Regions from separate parts of the Mus musculus genome. Here all the other regions are linked to region 3. The links are chromatin contacts, called in public HiChIP or PLAC-seq and promoter capture Hi-C maps. All regions are on one chromosome and are shown on one strand. The core of a region is the stretch at or near the end of the contact, and the rest is flanking DNA. Distances in the headings are between cores, read along the strand shown. Region 1 overlaps Rasa3 (RAS p21 protein activator 3). Region 2 holds the start of 1700029H14Rik (RIKEN cDNA 1700029H14 gene). Region 3 holds the start of Gas6 (growth arrest specific 6).

Evidence for each region. Promoter capture Hi-C pulls out the DNA fragments that hold promoters and counts their contacts. HiChIP or PLAC-seq counts read pairs in DNA pulled down with a chosen protein or histone mark.
Region 1: a contact with region 3 is called in a CTCF HiChIP or PLAC-seq map of the NIH/3T3 cell line, with 9 read pairs. The contact joins the enhancer-like site here to the promoter of Gas6 in region 3. A contact is called at or near these places in 1 of 39 promoter capture datasets (the 3T3-L1 cell line), 1 of 15 datasets of contacts at CTCF or cohesin (the NIH/3T3 cell line), 1 of 484 Hi-C or Micro-C datasets (nephron progenitors), 4 of 115 datasets of contacts at active chromatin or transcription factors (embryonic stem cells, intestinal crypt epithelium, intestinal villus epithelium and 1 more) and 2 of 9 other capture datasets (liver and pancreatic islet).
Region 2: a contact with region 3 is called in a promoter capture Hi-C map of 3T3-L1-derived adipocytes, with 5 times the contacts expected there. The contact joins the promoter of 1700029H14Rik here to the promoter of Gas6 in region 3. A contact is called at or near these places in 2 of 39 promoter capture datasets (the 3T3-L1 cell line and 3T3-L1-derived adipocytes), 3 of 484 Hi-C or Micro-C datasets (Sertoli cells, embryonic fibroblasts and tail fibroblasts), 3 of 115 datasets of contacts at active chromatin or transcription factors (embryonic stem cells and pancreatic cancer cells) and 1 of 9 other capture datasets (liver).

Annotation. Positions count from the first base shown.
Region 1 is chr8:13,593,496-13,596,732 of GRCm38.p6, reverse strand. It overlaps Rasa3 (RAS p21 protein activator 3), which reads left to right. Exons shown (of 24, transcript NM_009025.2): 6 at 844-924; 7 at 1,326-1,398. Among named protein-coding and RNA genes, the nearest start is that of Gm34795, 11 kb to the right of the region's middle. Within about 2 kb of position 1,687, at least 197 of the 459 cell types and tissues checked have an H3K27ac peak or open chromatin away from gene starts, as enhancers often do. A contact at or near this core is called in the NIH/3T3 cell line, liver and pancreatic cancer cells, where this site is marked.
Region 2 is chr8:13,560,271-13,563,739 of GRCm38.p6, reverse strand. It overlaps 1700029H14Rik (RIKEN cDNA 1700029H14 gene), which reads left to right and starts at 1,279. Exons shown (of 9, transcript NM_025601.3): 1 at 1,279-1,581. The coding sequence starts at 1,392.
Region 3 is chr8:13,492,837-13,495,898 of GRCm38.p6, reverse strand. It overlaps Gas6 (growth arrest specific 6), which reads left to right and starts at 1,364. Exons shown (of 15, transcript NM_019521.2): 1 at 1,364-1,638; 2 at 1,887-2,053. The coding sequence starts at 1,560. It also overlaps a transcript of Tmem255b not described here.

The sequences.
Region 1 (3,237 bases), core at 438-2,937, 100 kb before region 3:
TCTGCCAGTGCCATGACGGCGGTAGCATGGATTACCATTTAATTTTCCACGCAACATGCCCTGTGTTCGTGAACCTTGATTCCTGAAAAGTTGGACTTAGACAAGTGCACAGTGTGGGGCTATCCCTGATTCTAAGCCAGATAAACATGGCTTCTGGATCTCAAGGATCCCAGATTTGGGCTGCAGAAGGCTTGGTGGTTAAGAGCATCTGCTGCTCTTGCAGAGGACCAGCGTTTCATCCCCAGCACCCACTCTTGGCTAGTTCACCAGCTCCGGAGCCAGGGAACCCTTAGTGTTCTTCTAGCCTCCTAAACTTCACAGAGGCTAACATCTGCCTCAAAGGCCAGTATCAATGGAGACGGGAACTAAAAACCAAGAGTCAGCCGAAAGCCTAGATACGGAACTCACAGGCCGGTGTAGGCAAATACTGGTGTCAAAATACATAGACAACCGTGATCCGTCACTGTAGATCTCCTGCCTATAGGCAGTTGTGGGATTCCAGGCTGAGAGCTTGCACTCCCAGGAGGCAAGAGGGGACCCATGAAGGAGTTATGAGTGCAGGCCTCTGAGCAGCAGAGGGCAGTGCTGGCCCTGGGTGACACGCTGGTACTTAGCTGTCTGTCACCTAGGTGCTTTGGAGAGGCTGTGATGGTGGTAGCCAGAGGGCTCGATACCCTAAGACGTAGTTTGATGAAGGCCACCTGCTTGGACCCCTGTCCTTCGGCAGCATTTGGTAACTGCTGATCCACATTCTTGCCAGAACTTGCCAGGCTATAGCACACCTGGCCCGGTAAGTACTGGCTTGGCACATCCTTTCCCTGACCACTGTCTTCTGTGTCTCAGCATCTTCGAGTGCCAGGGTCTCCCCATTGTGAACGGGCAGTGTGACCCTTACGCCACAGTGACGCTGGCCGGACCCTTCAGGCAAGTTGTCCCTTTGATGCCCTGCCCTGCCAGTTTCAGTTCTGGGTTATGGGGGCTGGGGGGTGGGGGCGGGGTAAAGCCCTGGAGCCAAGAGGTTGGCACCTTTTTTAACGGGAGGGCAGGTATACTTTGAAGTAGGATGTGTTTTATAGATTTATAGGTTTATTGCTGTAAACTGTCTTTGTTTCCCGGAAAGCCTTTGTGAGCCTTGTACTGGGTATTTTGGGCTCAGAAAAGGTCCCTGCTTTACATACCATCTGGGAGTGGAGAGAGACAATACTTGCGAGATAAATAAAGGTGGTAAACAACTGTATGCTTGACAGCTTGGTTTCAAACCCATCTGGAGCTGACGGCCATTTTTTTTTCTTTCTCCCAACCAATCCTTCCTTTCTTCACTACAGGTCTGAAGCAAAGAAAACGAAGGTGAAGAAGAAAACCAACAACCCCCAGTTTGACGAGGTGTTTTATTTTGAGGTCGGTGCTTCGGTGGGAAGAACCTTGAGCCTCAGCAGAGACCCGGAGCAAGTCACATGACTGTGTCTCGGGTGCTGTCCTGGCCCAGCCCAGGGAGCCTCGGATCTGGATGGCATTTGGTTCCCTTAGAGATTCCCTCAGTCTCAGGAGACCAAAGCCAAGTGTCTCTTCCTGAGCCATCTGGCTCCAGTCAGAAGAGGCAGATGGAATGGCCGAGTCACAGTTACCAGGACACAGGGTTGGGTTGTTTGGCTTTGAGGCTTGTGCTTCACCACAGCTTCCCCAAGCAGGGCGAGGTTCGTTTCTCCGGAAACGTGAGGGTTTGAGCAAAAAAAGGGGAAGTGATTCAGCCCAGAGCACCCTGGGGCCTCTCGGAACCAGAGCGGGCGAGTCAAGAAGGGTGAGGCTGGAGGCTCCTCTCAGCCTTGGTGCCTGTTGTTTGTGCTTCAGCACCAGGTTTGGGGGGGTTGGGGAGACAAGCAAAGCCTCGGTTCCCACCTTCAGAGCCTACCACACAGGAGGAGGGAAAGGGAAAGATGGAGGTGGCTCATAGCCTCATGTTATGGTGATCTGTCCATAACATGCTGGTCCAACTCTGTAACTCCCTTGCACTCAGAAAAATCGCCACAAGTTTAAAGACAGACTGGTCTACATAGCCACTTTTAGATTAAGGGATGTTAAATAGCTAGACCTTAATTTTTAAGAAGTGTGGGATGCCGGGGGTGGGGGGGTGGGGGGTGCCCCAGTCAGTAAAGTATTGGACAAGCAAACATAGAGACCTGAGTTCAGGTCCCCAAAACCCACTAAAAATCCAGGTATGGGCGTGCACGCCTGTGATTCTAGTTCTTAGGGTGAGGAGACAGGTGGGTCCTTGATATTCATTGGCTAGCCAAATCAGTGAAAAGAAACCCTGTCTCAAAAATAACAGTGAGGATCAGTTGAGGAAAGACATCCTACAGCAACTTTTGACCTACACACATACACACACACTGCACAGATACAAAAACACAGTTAATAGATTTTTTAAAAAAAAGCCACACAGCTTCGGTGGCATGGAGGCCTGCTATAGTGCTGCAGAGGGTGGGGCTTCTCAAGTGTGGGTTCCTGAGTAGCCTGAGTGGGGCTCCTGACCTGAGACTGGTCCTGTCAGAGCCATGGGGACTCTGTAATTCTGCATAATCAAGGGTGCTGTGGGATCAAGTTAGGAGTCAGAACAGTGGACAATCTTCAGAGCCAATCCCATGAACTCCTCTGTAATGGAGGCTAGGTGGAAGCAGGGAGCAAGAGGCCTGAAGGCAGGTCTACGGCCTGAGGGGTGCGGGGAGCAGTGGTGGGGAGTAGTACTCCACCACTGTGTGGCTAGGAAACCCTTTCCATACAGGCAGTCGGAGAGCTCACAGAGCGGGACAAGGCAGTGGGCGCTCACTCCAACCGCAGGCTCTCCCGCTATGCATGAACTTGCGGTCAGAAAATATCAGTTTAGTAGGTTTTGAAAATCAAAGCCAGCAGTGTCTGTCCTTGTCTGAGGCCCCTGAAGTACCTCCACTGGGCTGTTAGGGTATGGTAGGAGCGAGGGCAGACTCTTCTAAAACCATATCTGCTCTGGTGGCAACCTCATTTCTACCGTGTACCTACCGTGTGAGACCCTGCATTTTGGCGCTGTGTGTGGCCAATTTACTTGCTAGAGACATGAGCTCCAGCACATAGGATTAACTCAGTGTCTTGGAGAAGCTTGAGAACCACGTCGTGGGCACCTATAAGACTGCCAAAGGCAGGCGGGGCCCCTGCCCCTCCCATTTCAGACTCCAGGTGCTGCTGTTGCTGCTGTCAATCTTTCCG
Region 2 (3,469 bases), core at 30-2,529, 68 kb before region 3:
TTTTTATCTGCTAATCTAATGCAGCAATCCTTTCTAACTTCACGTGGCTGCCTGTATTGTTCTCAGCTGCTCTCCTCCAAAGCAAAAATTGGCTGTTCGAATCCCACCTCAGTTACTTCTGGTCCAGAAGTCTGACCTGGGGTTGGGGGTGGGGTGGGGGTGCGTTTCATTTGGGCACCTGATCCTGCTCCATCACATGTAATGGGAGTCTCCGGTTCCCTCTTCATCCACCCTCTTTCTCCTCCTCGTGGTCCCCACCTGCAACCCCCAGCCCAGTGTCTGAAACCGCATCTTTCATATTCTCCCCAGTAACTGGCTATAGCCACCTTTATTTAGCCAGTGGTTTTAAATTGGGGAGCAAGGTTTTCATAGCATCACTGGTATACATAAGGATCTGCTCACTGGGCACAACCAGGTCTTGGGAGCCAGTATTTAGCATTTGAATACACAGCAGCACCAGACCAATCCCTAACACGTATCCACATAACACATATCCACACGCAGACATACACATACTCATAATTTAAAAGAAAAAAATTTGTCCAACGGTTAGTAGGTTGGAACACTGAGTTTGTGTTCGTTTGAATGTGCTCTGAGGCAGTGGTCACTTGTATTTAGCTGTAAAGCAAATGTCTATCCCCTCAGGGGAGAGTTGTATGCTATGTTGGCACCAGGGGGGAGCCCCAATCCACTGTGTTTGCTGTCATAGAGGAGCTGAAGAAACAGATTGGGGGGATAGTCCATGAAGATGACATCTGTAGACCCTGGGAGAGGCTGCAGGGGAGACATCCCTGCCCCTCCTTGATTTCTAGCCTTCAGCTGGGAGACATGTTCCCAACTGAGGTCGAGGTCCTGTGTGGGCAGGTTTCTCTGTCTGTGTAAGTCATCAAAATGTCTCCCACCAAGCCCTGCTCTCAGTGGTAAGTTTTGACCCACGGGCCTGAATGTAAACCAGATCACACTGCCCCAGGGCCATTTATTTTCCTGACTCTGCTTCCTGCCATCCTCACGCCCATAGAAACAGGAAGATTCTCAAATGGGAGAGAGCACTGGCTTCAGGAGCACACATTTGTGAGACACTGCCATCTAGAAGCCCCTCGCTGTTAAAGAATACCGAAGTACAGGAAAGTGGCAGATAGCAAACTGCCAAACTCAAAAAAAAAAAAAAAAAAAAAAAAAAAAACCAAACCAAAAAACCTAGAGCCAGCATGACCTCTGGGACAGCCCTCAACAACCATCCAGCTCTATCTTGTGATGTCACAGCAGCGTCATAGCAACAGTGAGTGAGATCGCGCTGGACCACTTTGCTGGCAGAGAGGCAGGGAGAGGCTGGCAGAGATGCCTTTGGTCTGAGGCTGTGCTGGTGACGCCCTCCTTCCCTCTGGGTCAGGATGGAGAAGGACCCCGCCGCGCACAGGAAGCACCGGCCTGGGCCTGGCGCCCTGCCCTCAGGAATAACCCCTGCATACCTCAAGGCCGCCAGTGACGGGGCGGAACTCCAGAGGAGCAGGAGTGTGGGTGGCTTGCACCAGAAGGGGGATCCACCAGTCTGCATCAGGAAGCTGCTACGCAAGGAGCTAGGTAAGGGGTGGCTCCCTCCTGGAGGACTGGGAGGGCAGGCAGACCTGGCCCAGCCTTAAGAAAGTACAGTTTGTGGACATCTGGACATGGGCAGTAGGTGTATCATGCAAGACACATTGCCATTAGGAGAAGGTAGCTGGTTTCCAACTCCAGAACTGCACCAAGCAATGGAAACCCTGCCTTTCTTTTGACCGCTCTTTGCTTGGGGCTTTTCTTAATAAGAAAGATCAGGGCTGGAAGAGTCTCCTAATAGTTAGCGTCTTCTGGAACACAGTCACATGTGTACATGTTTCTGGGAGTGTGGGGAGCTTCCAGTCCTTTTATCTTACATATGGGTGTTTTGCCTGCACGTGTGTATGTACACTATGGACATGCAGTGCTGCAGAGACCAAAAGAGGGCCTTGGATCCCCTGGCATTGGAATTAGACTTGAGTCCCATGTGCGTTTTGGAAATCAAAATTGAGACCTTTGGAATTACATTGAGCACCGTTTCTCCAACCCTCCCCGTCCATTTTTAAATCTTCTGAAAATAAGTCACCAGCAGACCTCCTATCAGGCACCTTCATTATTTGACCCTCTAGACTGTTATCTGAGGCTGGGATTGAACTGAAACCTACCCTTTTTTCTCCCTGGGGCATGTGAGAACTGCCAAGGTCTGAATTACAGTGCAGAGCTGTGTAACATCCCTCAGCCCTGGCCAGAAGGCCTCAGCCTTCTGCTTCTCACTGTTGGGACATCCACAGATGTCAACAACTCTGAGTACAGCACTTCAGACAATGCAGAGACAAGCACGGGATCTCCTGAGAAAGGGACACAGGGTACAGACCAAGGCCAGGTGTGCTAAGTACAAGAAGGGACAGGCTCCTTTCTGGAAAGGAGGCAGGTGGCTAAGCAGCCGGCATCTCTATGAGAGAAGGCATGGGAGATTGGGGTGAGGTTTGAAATGGATGGAAAGACTAAGAGGATCAACTGGTGAGGAAGTTTGTCCTGTACTTCCCTCAACTAGCCTGCAAGTTAACCCCCAGGAAAGGGCCAGCCAGCTCTGTAAGGGAGCCCTCCAACTCACGCTCTGGGCTTGATCTATAAGAACTCTTCTCTAGCACTTTGGAATTTCTGTCTGAGTCACAAAGCCACTGTGGGGAACAGGTAATTCCAGCTGAGGTCTGGCCCAGACGGCAACTCTGGGGGAGAGCCCAGAATATAGCCTCAAAGACGTTATCTGTGCACAACTCTTCCCATTGAACACTATGCTGAACTGCCAGGTCCCTGGAAGTTTGGGGGAGGAAGTTACATGCAGAAGGAGTACGCCAAGTTGGAAGAGCTCACAGCCAACTAGCGCCCTCCCTGCCCCCACCCCCCAAAACCAGGATCACCTGGCACAGCTCCCTACAGTTATTGCTCTGAAGCTAGGGAATTCATGTCAGCTTGTTAGGGTCCCCTCAGCCTTGAGCACATTCAAGGTACCTCCTGCCTGATAGGATAGAGGATAATCAAGATCACCCCAATGATGGGCCTCAGCGCTGTGAGGCATGGGGGTCAGGATGTTCCTGAACAAGTCATCCCATTTCCAGCCAGTGGCCATCTTGGGAAGGTCCCTTCTTATCTCCTGTTCTGCCTCTTCAATAATCCACACTGAGATAAGGACATTTGCAGGCCTGTGAGTGTGTCCCAGGAGGCCAGGGATGCCTGGGCTGGGTCACAAACATATACTAAGAAAGCAATGGAGGTTGTGCTTTTACAACAATGCATGAAGTGGGCTCAGAGTGCAAGCTCGGTCATGGAAGGTGTTGGGGCAGAAGGAATAGACGTATCCTTGGAGCATGGCCAAAGGAGCCAACAAAGATGAGAAAGGGAAGTCTTGCTAGCTATGGCTGTTAGTCTCAGGCTG
Region 3 (3,062 bases), core at 115-2,614:
GATGCTCTCTCTTCATTAAACCAACGGTCTGTATAATGTGAGGCATCTTTACTGGGATGCCCAGCAGAAAGAATGCACTGGGAATGTAGGGGAGACTGAGGTCAAGGCTAAAGGAAGCCAAAAGATCTGGATAACTCCATCGAGCTGAGGTGGTGCTGGGTCCTGGTTGTCTGAGTCACGACCACACCATAGAAGCCAGAGAAGCTGTCTCTCATGGGGGGAGGGGGGAGGAAGGGATTCAAGTAACTAGAAAAATCAAATCATCTTTCCTCCAACCTTCCACAGGTGTACAGGCAGCAGCAACTGCAGACATGCAAACCACCTGACCTCCACCCATGCCCGTTCCTCAGAACCTTCAGAAATGGCGGACCTCTACTTGGCTTGGAATGAGTGTTCGTGAATAACCAACACCACTTTTGAAAACAGTGTTCCTTCTTAAGAAAGAGCAGAAAATTAATACGGCAAATATTCATTCCAAGCACATGGTGTCTGTAGGCCTGGGGCAGCCTTAGGAAATTCGGGGTGCTCTCTGGCTTCTGAAGTTCTTGGCTTGGTTTCCTGGGAGTGCCGTGATTCTGGTCTGGAAGCAGGCACAGCTTATCCAATTTTTAATTCCCTTTCAAGATGATTCCCATGGCAGTCATTTCTCTGAAATTAAGATATTTGTTAGCCCCACCTTCAAACGGATGACCTTAAAGAAGAATTCCACCAGTATTGACCTTGTGTGCTCCCAAGAATCTGGGTTGCATTCACCCAGAAAAGAGGGGGAGGGTGACTCCTTATCCTTTTCTATCAAAATGCTGAGGTAAGGATGTCTCAGGAACATCTACCCTATTGGGTTTTGGCAGGCTGCTGCATATCTGCATTCTGTGATTGGTCTGCAAGGTGTGTGTGTGTGTGTGTGTGTGTGTGTGTGTGTGTGCATCTATGACCTTGCAAAGTGCCCTGAGACAAGAGCCAGAAAGCTTTGGTACTGGAAAATACACAATGCTGCTTTCAGCCTGTGGTGTGGAAATCAGATTTCAGAGGGAATAACATCTTGCACCGTGGACCTCCACGCCACTGGGTGTGGCCACAGTTATTGTTTCCTTAGTGGATGTTGCATCTCTTTAGAAAATGTGCCCAAGAATGAAGATTCCGAAAACGATGTCTGCAGAGGAGGATAGAAAACGGTCAAATTGTACCTGGGCAGATGCCCAGATACAATTCTCCTTTCATTTTACCGCATTCTAGCAGTGAAATTTTGAGGATACTGGAGTCGAACCAGTCAGCCTGCCTTGCCTCACCCAGCTCGGCCCCGCCCCCAAAGGCCCCGCCCTACTCACACTAGGCCCCACCCCCACCCGCCCTAAGCCCCGCCCTCACCCGCTGCCTCCTTCACGGCCCAGAACCGCAGCGAGCGCCGGGTGCGGCGCTGCCGCCGCAGGGATGTGACCTTCACCGTCGCTTAGCCAGGATGACCGGAGCCCGTGTCTCGCGGCGTCCGCGCCTCGCTTCAGCCTCCCGGGTGCTCTGACCGCACGCTCCCGGCTGCTAGGCTCCCCGGCACCGGCCTCGCCATGCCGCCACCGCCCGGGCCCGCCGCCGCCCTGGGCACTGCGCTTCTGCTGCTCCTGCTGGCTTCCGAGTCTTCTCACAGTGAGTACCGCAGGGGTCCCCCAAACCCACTACCCCGTGGTGTGGGGCTCCAGGCCTGTACCCCGGCGCAGCATCCTGGTGCCGGGTACCCCAGACACCCTGGCATCCTGTCCCCGGACCTCTGAGCTCTAGGCATCACGGACCCGGAGCATCCCAGACACACAGGCATTACGATCCCCAGCATCCCAGACCCCCTACATTCCAGCCCCGAGTGGGTGTAGGTTGACCGTACACCCTTCTTTCTGCAGCTGTGCTGTTGCGGGCGCGTGAGGCGGCGCAGTTTCTGCGGCCCAGGCAGCGCCGCGCCTACCAAGTCTTCGAGGAGGCCAAGCAGGGCCACCTGGAACGGGAGTGCGTGGAGGAGGTGTGCAGCAAAGAGGAGGCCAGAGAGGTGTTCGAGAACGACCCCGAGACGGTGAGCGTGCGCCAGGGGTCGCGGGGTGGGTCCTGGGCGTCCCAGAACCCATACTTTTGGGGGCCGCAAGTTCCGACTCCCACCCTGTGAGGGTCCAGGAGACCCGGGGACTGTCGAATCCCAAACATCCTTTCTGGAGATGTAAGGATCCTTGTGTGGACCGCACCACCACGTGCACCCCAGAACTCTTAGACACTGAGCCTTCTTCGCACCCCCTTGCACTTCTCCATTCTTGAGCCCAAGTTTCTCAGTTGACCCACAAGTCCTCTCCTCTTCAGGAGTAGAAAGCGTATCCTTGAGTGGGCTCCACTGAGATCCCTTCAGTAGACTCTGAAACTAAATCTTCCCCTACCCTCGAAAAGAAAGTACCCGTGGGAAAAATCCGCAGTGATTTGAAACTCAAAGGCTTCCTAAGACTGCCAGTCCCTTTATTGGATTGGAGGTGAGGGGTGGGGCTCCTCTTTGGTCTTCCTCCGGAGGGACCCAGGGTTTTCCTGAAAGAGGAATTGAAAGATCTCAAAGCTGGAATTGCTTGCTGCAGCAGGTCCAAAAATACGATGGCTGGAATTGTGCTAAGAACATGCATACGGGCGGGTGGGGAGCAACGTGAGGAAGAGGGCCGGCACCTGCCTCTGCAAGGGCTGTGCTGGCCCAGGACAAACTTCTATTAATAATGTCCTTGGGGAATGGAGCAGGCGTACAGCCAACTGCAGCCAGCAGCCTATGTATGCACAGGACTCTCCCCAGAAGGTGCGCGTGGGGGCTGAGTGGATTCATGAGGGGAACACACCCCAGCGTAGGGCATGCGTGAGGTTGATTGAGATCTGGACTGGCCCACGGGTCTCCGTAGTGATGCAGAGCCCCCCCCCCACTCCCCCCCCCAACACCTGCCAAATCGGTATGGTTTCACAATGTTGGGTTCCGCTGGCATTTTCCCTTCAAAGAATTCTTCTGGGGTGAAGTAAGGATCACATGATGTTAGGATGGCGCTGTGTGAGCCATTGGGGCC